Linked DNA regions of Sus scrofa: region 1 is linked to region 2. Evidence: chromatin contacts called from public HiChIP or PLAC-seq data. All regions are on one chromosome and are shown on one strand. The core of a region is the stretch at or near the end of the contact, and the rest is flanking DNA. Distances in the headings are between cores, read along the strand shown. Region 1 has its middle 130 kb from the start of TBX15. Region 2 has its middle 16 kb from the start of TBX15.

Region 1 (4,378 bases), core at 1,822-4,321, 150 kb before region 2:
TGACTCTGTCTTTCCTTTCTTTAAAATGAGATTTATAATGGTTTCTACCTCCTAGATGTGTGTCGAATATGAAAAGAAATGATCCAGACAGTTAGTGCTTACCAGCATCTGTGTTCTATTCACCTCCTGGGCATATGGTCCAGTTTCCCTTCAGTGGCTGAGTTCCAGGCAACGAAAGGTAGAGAGAAGTATGAAGTACCACTTTCATATCTGTTCTCTTCTCCCTCCAGAAATTTCTTGGGTGTGATTTTCCTCCTCTTTTTCCATCTACCTGTTGAATGGAGAGAGCTCAAAGACCTAGAGGAGGAGGGAACCACAAGACAAATGGAGCCTGAGTTTCTGTATGACTGCAGCCCTTCACCTCCATCTCTCCCACAACCCACACTGGTGTGTAACATAAACACGAATAAAATTGTATTATATTAAGTCACTGAGATTTTAGAATTGTTTCAGCCTCTAGCCTAACACTGCTATGTATGTTGGACTAAATCATCCACGTGAAAACACAGTGCCAGGACAGAAAAAGGGCTCAAAAAATATTAGCTACTATTACCGCTAACACTTTGTCACCTCTTCCATTGCTATTACCCCAACTGCAGACATAGTCCAGCTGGAATCCAATCGATGTATTATTTCACTTGATCTAGTCACTTCAGCCTGAAATTGAATCTGCTATTTTTGGAGTCACAGCATACTTTGACTTACACTGAAATTTCAGTCAATAACTCTGAAAAGAAAGATACAGATCTCTTTTTTTTTTCACATGTGCTGCTTTCACCATAGTTCCCCCCCCCCTTTCTGTACTTTATAGAACCAAAGATTTTCAAATTTTAAAGAAATAACAAATATACCCTTCTGTTAGTTTTGCTGATTTTCATTTTTGGTCTGTTTTGAGGATGAGTAAAACATTTTTGAATCAATTATTTCATTCAATGTATTATTTTCCTCTTTCATCTTTATTTGAGCTATGAATTTTTCTAACATGTGATCTATTTTCATCCAAATGTCTGATAAAGATGTCCATGAGATGAGGCCAAGTAGGGACCCTGTGGCATAGCCCTGGGGGCTCCCTCAAGAATCAAGAAGGATCTACTCCTCAACAGTATTTGTGTTCTCCAAGCTTGGACAGAATTATCTTTCAATCCAAGTCTCACCATATTATTCACAAAATATTTTAAAACCTTTGTTAAATGTCACATCGACACCCTGATTAGCTGATTCACAGCATTCAACTAATCAGTTTAGTGACTTGAGACAAAAGTCAAAATGGGGTTTGCCTGGAATAATTTTCTTCTTAACAATCTTGGGATGACTTCTCATAAAGGGGTTGCTGTTTTTTCTAAGCGCACGCAAACCATCTGCTCATCATCATACACCAGAATTTTGCCTGGGTTTGACACCAAGTCTATAGCATTGAAACTCACTTTCTTCCAATGACTCTTTCAAAAAAATGACATTGGCCTTTCTGCAATTTTTCCAAAACCTCTATCGATATTCGTGATTACCATGAATTACAGGTTTCCTCATCTCATCTATAAATTTTTCTGGCACCCAGGGTATGATTCATCTTGATCCAAAGAACTGAACTCACTGATATCTGAAACCCCACTCCCCTAGTCACAAAAAACCACTTCAGCAACCAAATACTGTAACCATGACTACAAATAATACAGAGATAGGTCAGGAAACTCTATCTTACTTATGGAGCACCTCCAGGCTGAGAAACCTGCGTGTCCACTCAGCTCTGTGCTCAGAGTCTGCTACATGCCAGGCATTTAACACACATACCTCATTTAATCCCAACCACGAAAACAGGTTCGGAAAGGAAAGCTGACCAAAGGTTATACAACGAAAGTCAGGCTGAGTCAGGAGTCAGACCCAAGTCTGTCCAACTCCGAAACCTGCATCCCACCCACACCTACCTTCCCACTAGGACTCTAATTCTGTCTTCCCACCTATCTTGGCCTTCAGTTCTCTTTTTTTTTTTTCCTTTTTTCTTTTTTAGGGCCATACCTGCAGCATATGGAAGTTCCCAGGCTATGGGTTGAATCACAGCCACAGCTGCAGGCCTCTGCCACAGCCACAGCAACACAGGATCTGAGCCATGTCTGTGACCTACACCATAACGCATGCCAATGCCAGTTTCTTAACCCAATGAGTGAGGCCAGCAATTGAAAGAACTTGCATCCTCACAGAGACCATGTCAAGTCCTTAACCCGCTAGGCCACAATGGGAACTCCCAGTTCCATTTTAATTACATCCATTCCACACTCTGCCATATGTTCTAAACCTTCTTAAAATGATTGAGCATATTCTAGCAAAAGGAGCTTTATTGTTTTGTTTTGTTTTTTCACAAACTTCTGATTCTGCACACTTATGTCAACCCCAACCTCACACCCCTATCTTTCACCTAAAATCCCTTGGATCATGTTGGTGAGATGTGAGTCCTCTGGGTCCCAGGACTGCCTCCCGTTCCTCATCAGAAGTTAAAATTTCTTATATCAACCCTGTTCTTTGAATCCCATCCTCCCAGGCCCTTCTTTCTATGCAGACCTCATCTTCACCTGGAAGTCATCTCTGCTTCTTTCCACCTTCCTTCAGGTCCATTCTATACCCTCATGTTCTTAGAAGCTGAACACATTGCTGTCAGCTAAGTATGCTTTGGTATGGGAGAACCCTCCAAGTCTCCCTCTAGCTGGAAGCATCTTCAGGTTTGAAACAGACTGCTAAAGTGAGCTGGAGGGATTCCAGGCACAACTTCTGGAGAGAGACTCTGCTAACATTACCACCTATTACCTCAGGGACCTTGGCAACTTAACCTCACTGAGCCTCAGTTTATTTATCTGGAGGATGAAGACGATAATTCTGCTAGGATAAATGTTGTCTCTTACTTATCAGCAAGTGAATCTTAGTGTTGGCGTTTTTGCCCTCTAGGTAAATGAAGGGATAAATATTTGAGAGAGGGGAGCCCTGAAGTTTGTCATGATTTCACACTGTATGAGTGTATGAATCTTGGCAATAAGTAGAAAGAGAATTGCTGAGTTGTAAAGGTCATTACATCCAAGCCAGGCTCAAATGCCAGTCAAGTAGACCAGAAGACTGCCAAACTGGAAAGCTCATGACACCTCTGAAGACAGCTGCCCTATCTGGCCCCATGAAACCGTGGCCTTGATGGTACCACATCTTTGCTTTTTTCCCCAAGAGGTACCAAAATTACAGACTTTTATGTAAAACCTAATTTTTAAATGTTGGCAAATTATTTTCAAATATTTGGCATTTGGCATGGTTACGGCAACGCACCAGCCGTTTGCAACCTCTGGCCTCAAGCTTGAAGCCCCACTCCCCTAGTTACAGAAAGCACTTGTCGCGCTATCACATGCTGTCACCATGATGACAAATAATCCCAGAGATAGGTTAGGAAACTTTATTTATGGAGCACCTCCAGACTGGGAAACCTGCATGTCCACTCAGCTATGCGCTGGAGTCACCCTTTTTTTGCCACAGATATTGATTTACCACAAGACCGCTCCTGTCGGATCCCCCAGAATCTCCAGGTCAAATTCCTGGCCCATCCCAAGATTCCAGGCACTCACCGGTGATCTTATTTATGGTGTCAATTACTAATGGTGCTGAGATTAAGAACCTGGTGAAACAGATGCCAAGCAAGCTGTTGCTAAAATTGTCTATGTATGGCTAGAGGCAAGGAGAACTCTGCCCTGTCCTGCGCATCTGTGAATAGAGGGGGAGGTTATTGGAGCCAGCACCTGATATGTTCACAGTCAGGTCTGCTGAAGCCCACGAGATGACCCATTTGAGGAAACTGGGGCTGGTGGCAGCTGTTGAGTAAGCCTTGCTCATGTGAGGATTATGAAAGAGCTGGAGAGCCTTGATAAGTCACTAAGAGCCAAGTCTATCTTTGGAGTATCCAACAAATTTTCCAGCAGATTCAACCCGTAAAAGCTAGAGCCAAAGGTTATCTAAGATTTAATGCATATAACTGGCCAAATTCATCTTTTTAAAATTATATCAAAGCATTGTTTGGACTGCAAAACAAATAAATCACATAGTAGCAATCTTAATGTGTATCTGTAGAGAAATGGATAAAAATTATAGTGCATCGTCCTATAAAGTAGTATAAAGCCAACTATGGAATAAATGAAAATTTAAAAAAAAATTTTTTTTTGTCTTTTTAGGGCTGCACCCAGAGCATACAGTAGTTCCCAGGCTAGGAGTCCAATCGGAGCTGTAGCTGCTGGCCTATATCACAGCCACAGCAACATGGGATCTGAGCCACATCTGTGACCTACACCACAGTTCACGGCAATGCTGGATCCTTAACCCACTGAGTGAGGTCAGGGATTGAACCCATGTCCTCATG
Region 2 (4,922 bases), core at 1,623-4,122:
CTGCCCCTTTTAGACTGCATCACTTTGAGAGGGGCTGGGGGCGGTGGGAAGAAGAGGGTACCAGCATCCTCTAGGTGGTGGTAGGCTGGCAGGGCACAGAAGATCCTCCAGTTCCCTCAGAGGGATGACAACTCCTGAGGGCAAGACTGCAACCCACCAGGCTGTTTTCTCTGAGGCACCAGGCTTGTGATATCTGAAGTCACACACCATTGTGATTAACTGCATGTTTCGGGAAAAACAAACCTAGCACATTAGACTAGCCTCAGCCAGACTGGAAACACTGGCTTTTTTCTACCCTTCCTGCAACTGACAACCCTCTCCCAAATGAAGACCCCCACGCTTTCCTGAGAACTTCAGCCAGTCTCCGAAAGTGCTGACTGCGGCCAGGTGGGTTAACAGGGACCACCTGTCTGTCTGCAGGCCTGTGACACTCAAGCACTAGAGCACCTAGAGAGGGCAGGGAGGGATGTGGGAACGTGCAGAGCGAAATCAGCCGAAGGACCTTCACAGAAACACGAGTGTGACCTGTGAGGGAAGTAAGGACACGACCAAAGTAAGGCATTTGCTTTTACTGGCTGACTGACAGACAGGCTTTGGTGGGGATACAATTTACCAACTGGTTGCAGAGACCTGCGCTTCAGGGACATGGGGGAGGGGGCAGCTCAGGAGAGCTGGAAGGGAAAAGAGATGCAAAAAACACCTCCCCTATATTCTGGGCGCACAATTCTTTGTCACATATACATTATATGCACATATACAAGCTTATTTAGTTTTTTTTTAAACTTAACTTGAAAAGAATAAATACATAGACAGTCATTCATTCTCTCAACAGAAAATTCACGAAATATCTACCAAGTGCAGGGCATTTTACTATACTCTCCTTTAGAAAAATGTGTGTGCATGTGTGTAAGTACAAATTCACTCAGCAAATTCCGATCTGGTTTCATGGAAGGTTTGTGAGACTTTCAACTCTGAGCAATCAGAGTGATGGGGCTCAGACTTCAGGATACACACACTTTGGGTCAATGCCAGAGGTGGTAATAATTCTGCTGGCACCCTAGGAGTTCACACTTTTCCTCCTGTGCAGGTGTGGAAGTGGGGTGGCTCCAACTTCCAGTCCTACTACCTTTGGGGGAAATGCAGAAAAGCAGAGTGTGCTAGAGCCCTTTTAAATAATGCTTTCCATTCCTAAAGCCTGGTCTCCTTCCAGGAGCGATCTAAGGAGCTTGGGATTTACAAACCCTGCAACCATAGAGATTCTTTTCAATACATATATTAGAAAGAAGGAAAGATTGATTTAGGTCATTTTCCACGGATGCATACTTCACTAGCATGCCCTCATGCCCCCAAACATGGACACACGAATACACATTACTATACAAATTCCTTTACACAGCCTGTAGTCATACCTACAAAAAAAGCAGAATGGGGGAAGGGTGTCTTCAGTTTTCCTTATTTCCCCAATTCTGAAACTCTACAAGTAGGCTGAAAATATCACTTAGCTTTTTAACAGCAATTTTCATAAGCCCTTTTCAACTTATCTACTTAATCAATGCGTGACCAGCCCAGCAAACACTAACCTGGAAGTGTAGCAACAAATGAGCCAGTAGTCTGTGGCTTCATGGCATAGTCGGTGAAAATCAGATTTACACGCCCTAGTATCAATGCTGAGACCCTCTGAGACCTACCCGAGCTGGTGAATCAGGCTCAGCAGCCTTGCGTGTACATATACAGCCTTGCATAAACAAGCATATTCCTGGGCTGTGACTTTGAATTCTATGATGACCCAAGCCAAGCAGACCGATACCAGTATAGGGATTCTGTCTACAGGTGTCTCTTTTTTTGGTCCAGTTCGGGGGAGAGTGTGACAAAGTGGGTGGAGAGGAAGATAAGATGACCCGAAATAGACAAGCTGACCACAAGATACAGTAGAAAATAATGCTGCTGGAGGGACTGGGGCAAAGGCGGGGGTGGGAACTGAACGCCAAAACTCGTCCAGATGCTGTTGTGTTCGAGCACAGCACACGCTGCACCAACGGCCGAGGCGGGTATAATTCTCCTAACGCGAAGGCAGTGAGTAGGTACTGCGAACCGAAGCCTCTTCCTTTTACAGATTCAGAGTACAGTGTAAACCGCACACGACCTCTCTAAACGTCCATTCACCTTGGCTATGTCTAGTGAAGGAGACAACGGAGAAAATCATCCAGCCCCAGCAAGCTGAAAACATTTTCACTTTCACCCTAAACAAGTGAAGTAAACGGCTTTTCCATTTCTGAACATCGCTCTTATCGTACCATCTCGATTTTGGAAATGTAGCCTCGGAATTAAACGCGCACAATCATTTCCACTGCACCTGTACAGGTGACGCACGCTCACGCCCCTGCGACGTCGGATCGTTAAAAGACGGAGCTGGGCAGCTACCACCCAGAATGAGCCCCGGCCGCGAGCTTCCCTCCCTGTACCGGGGGCAGTGGCAGTGGTGCGGACGGGTGGGAGAGGCAGCGGGGCTGCCTGCGGGCCCGGGCCGCCCACCGGCGCGGGAGCCAGGCGGGACGAGTCCAGCCCTGACCGCTCGGCGCAGGAAACGGGCGGTGCTCAACGCACCCTTCACAGCTCTGCGCTTTCTCCCCTTCGCGGGGCAAAGTGGAGGCGTATTCGACACTGGCGTGTCTGCGATTCAGACACAGACCAGCCTGCTGCGCCTCCTTTGTTGCAGGCGGGGAAGCCGCCCTGCGGGGCTCGGGGGAAAAGGGGGAAAGGGGGGAGAGGGGAGAGGCGGAGCCGAGCTCCAGGCCAGAATCCTAGGCCAGTCCTCTAGGAAGCCCAGCTCTGCGTCCCACTCCGCCTCTCGGTCCCGCGGGCTACTTGTACCTGACGCTCCCCGGGATTTCACATGCGCACGGACTTGAAGCAGCCTTGGATTCGGGCGCCCTGTGACCCCTCGCGAGGTTTCCGAGCGCCCCTACCCCGCCCCGCCCCACCGCGTACACCCCCGCCCCCCGCAACGTGAGCGGGTCGCAAGGGCGTTACGGCAGCCCGCGAGGGGGCAAAAAGCAGCCCCCCTCCGCCTTATTTCTAGGGGCTAGAGATGGAGAGGGGCTGGAGCGCCTCATCCACCGTAACCCAGGGATTGCCCTCTTCTCCGTTTTCAGGGAAAAAAAAAAAAAAGCCGTTTGAACATCTTTTTCTTTTTTTCCAGATTTTGAAAAGCCCCAGCCTCTTTTTCTTTTCCCAGCAAGGTCCTGCCCCGAAGGGTACAACTTCCGGAGAAGTGGGTCCCCGCTGTGAATTCCGTAGAGCCGGCGGGCCGAGCCCAGGGACTCCGATCGGCCAGTTGACGCCGCGTGGCCTGGAGTCGGGCCTGGGCCCGAGGGAGGCCTCCGGAGCAGACTCGTGGTGAAGGCCGAGGTCAAGGGCTCAAGGAGCCCATTTGCTCAGAGTTCTCGGCCTGACATTTTCTCCCCGGGAAAGGTCCCCTCCTCCTGCCCGCGGAGGCTGCCCCCTTCTTCTGCACAGTGGGCCGTAGAGCGAGGACGTAAAGCCTCAAGGAAGTCCTCGCTCATAAACCCCGAATCCCCGCCTCGGTTTTGTGGAGCGAGGTCTGGTTTTGTTTCGGCCTCGGTGTTCTGGGCTTTTACTTTACACTTTCGCGGCTCGCCCGGCCGACTGCACGAGCACTCCGCCGGCTCTCGGGCCGCCCCAGCCCCTGCACGCAGAGCAACGACCCCCCAGACTTAGTGTGCCCGCCCACGGCCCGCGGGAGGCCGTCCTCGGCTTCCCTTTCCTGGGGTTGATCCTCTGGCACAGAAAGGCCTTAGGGCCTCTTAATGCTAAGACATTAACCGCCTTGCGTTGCACACGGCACGAAGGTTTCAGACAGTCTCGTGCCCCAGCTGCGAAGGGTGCGGCCGGTGACCCCGGATCTCGGCCCGCCGCCCGCGGCCCCCTGGCCGGAGGCGGGCGGCCTGGGCTGTCTCTGCGTCCCGGGGGCCTTCTGAGGAGGCCTGGGTTCCGGCAGGGAAACGCCTCCGGAGCGAACCGAGGGGCGCACTCGCTTGTGAACGAGAACTTCTGACTTTTGTGGACGCAGCCAGACTTCAGGGCAGCCTGGGGGCCGGGGCTGGCTTTTCGACGATTGGGGTCGGCGGGCGCGGCGCAGTGTCCACGCCCTGCTCCTCCTGTTACGAACAAGTCCCCGAGCGGTCGTGGGCGGGACCGGGGGTCTCGGAACCGGAGGGGCTGGCTGGGTTGGGCAGAGGAGCGTGTGCGGGGCTCAGGGGTGGGGTGAGAGGTCTCGGGAAATGCCCCGACCCTGATTCCGAGGAATCCCAGGTCCCCCGTCCTCGCCATCCCGCTGAGGTCGTTAGCATCCCAGGACCCAGTGTCTGCGGCCTCTTTCTGCCGACTCAGCTTCCAGGAACCAAAAGAGAACTGTTGTGACTTCGCGACCTCCAGCACACTCTGGTGGAATCACCTCCTTTGAGGAAGGTGGTAATACTCAGTTCCTAAGCCGTCCCCCCTCCTTTCTCACCTCTCCACCTCGGGTAAAGCAACTGAGCACATCTAGGAAAAAAAGTAGTAATATCCGTACCAGAGTGAGGCAGAAGAAATATAACAGTCACAAGACTGCCCCCAGGTGATGGTTTTCGGCAACAACATCTCTGGGCGACTTGAGGTCGCTTTCTCTCTCTGCTGAACTAATGTCATCTGTGGTAGAAAAGTTATTGAAACCAAACGTTTACGTTAATCCCTCAAGAAAAGGAGAAATAGCCCAGAGAAACCTCTTTCCCGCAGACGCTGAGAAATTGTTCAATTTGTCTTTCTAGCCTCACTACCATAACGTTTGATAACTGCACTTTCAAAATCTAACTCTCCTCTCCCCAAGGTGCAGACCCGCTGTTCCCACCCTTTCCCTTTTCTTC

What was found. HiChIP or PLAC-seq counts read pairs in DNA pulled down with a chosen protein or histone mark.
Region 1: a contact with region 2 is called in an H3K27ac HiChIP or PLAC-seq map of skeletal muscle, with 5 times the contacts expected there. The contact joins two enhancer-like sites. A contact is called at or near these places in 2 of 47 Hi-C or Micro-C datasets (both in skeletal muscle) and 1 of 2 datasets of contacts at active chromatin or transcription factors (skeletal muscle).

The regions. Positions count from the first base shown.
Region 1 is chr4:102,049,689-102,054,066 of Sscrofa11.1, reverse strand. No RefSeq gene overlaps it. Among named protein-coding and RNA genes, the nearest start is that of TBX15, 130 kb to the right of the region's middle. Within about 2 kb of position 3,071, at least 2 of the 83 cell types and tissues checked have an H3K27ac peak or open chromatin away from gene starts, as enhancers often do. A contact at or near this core is called in skeletal muscle, where this site is marked.
Region 2 is chr4:101,900,096-101,905,017 of Sscrofa11.1, reverse strand. No RefSeq gene overlaps it. Among named protein-coding and RNA genes, the nearest start is that of TBX15, 16 kb to the left of the region's middle. Within about 2 kb of position 2,872, at least 11 of the 83 cell types and tissues checked have an H3K27ac peak or open chromatin away from gene starts, as enhancers often do. A contact at or near this core is called in skeletal muscle, where this site is marked.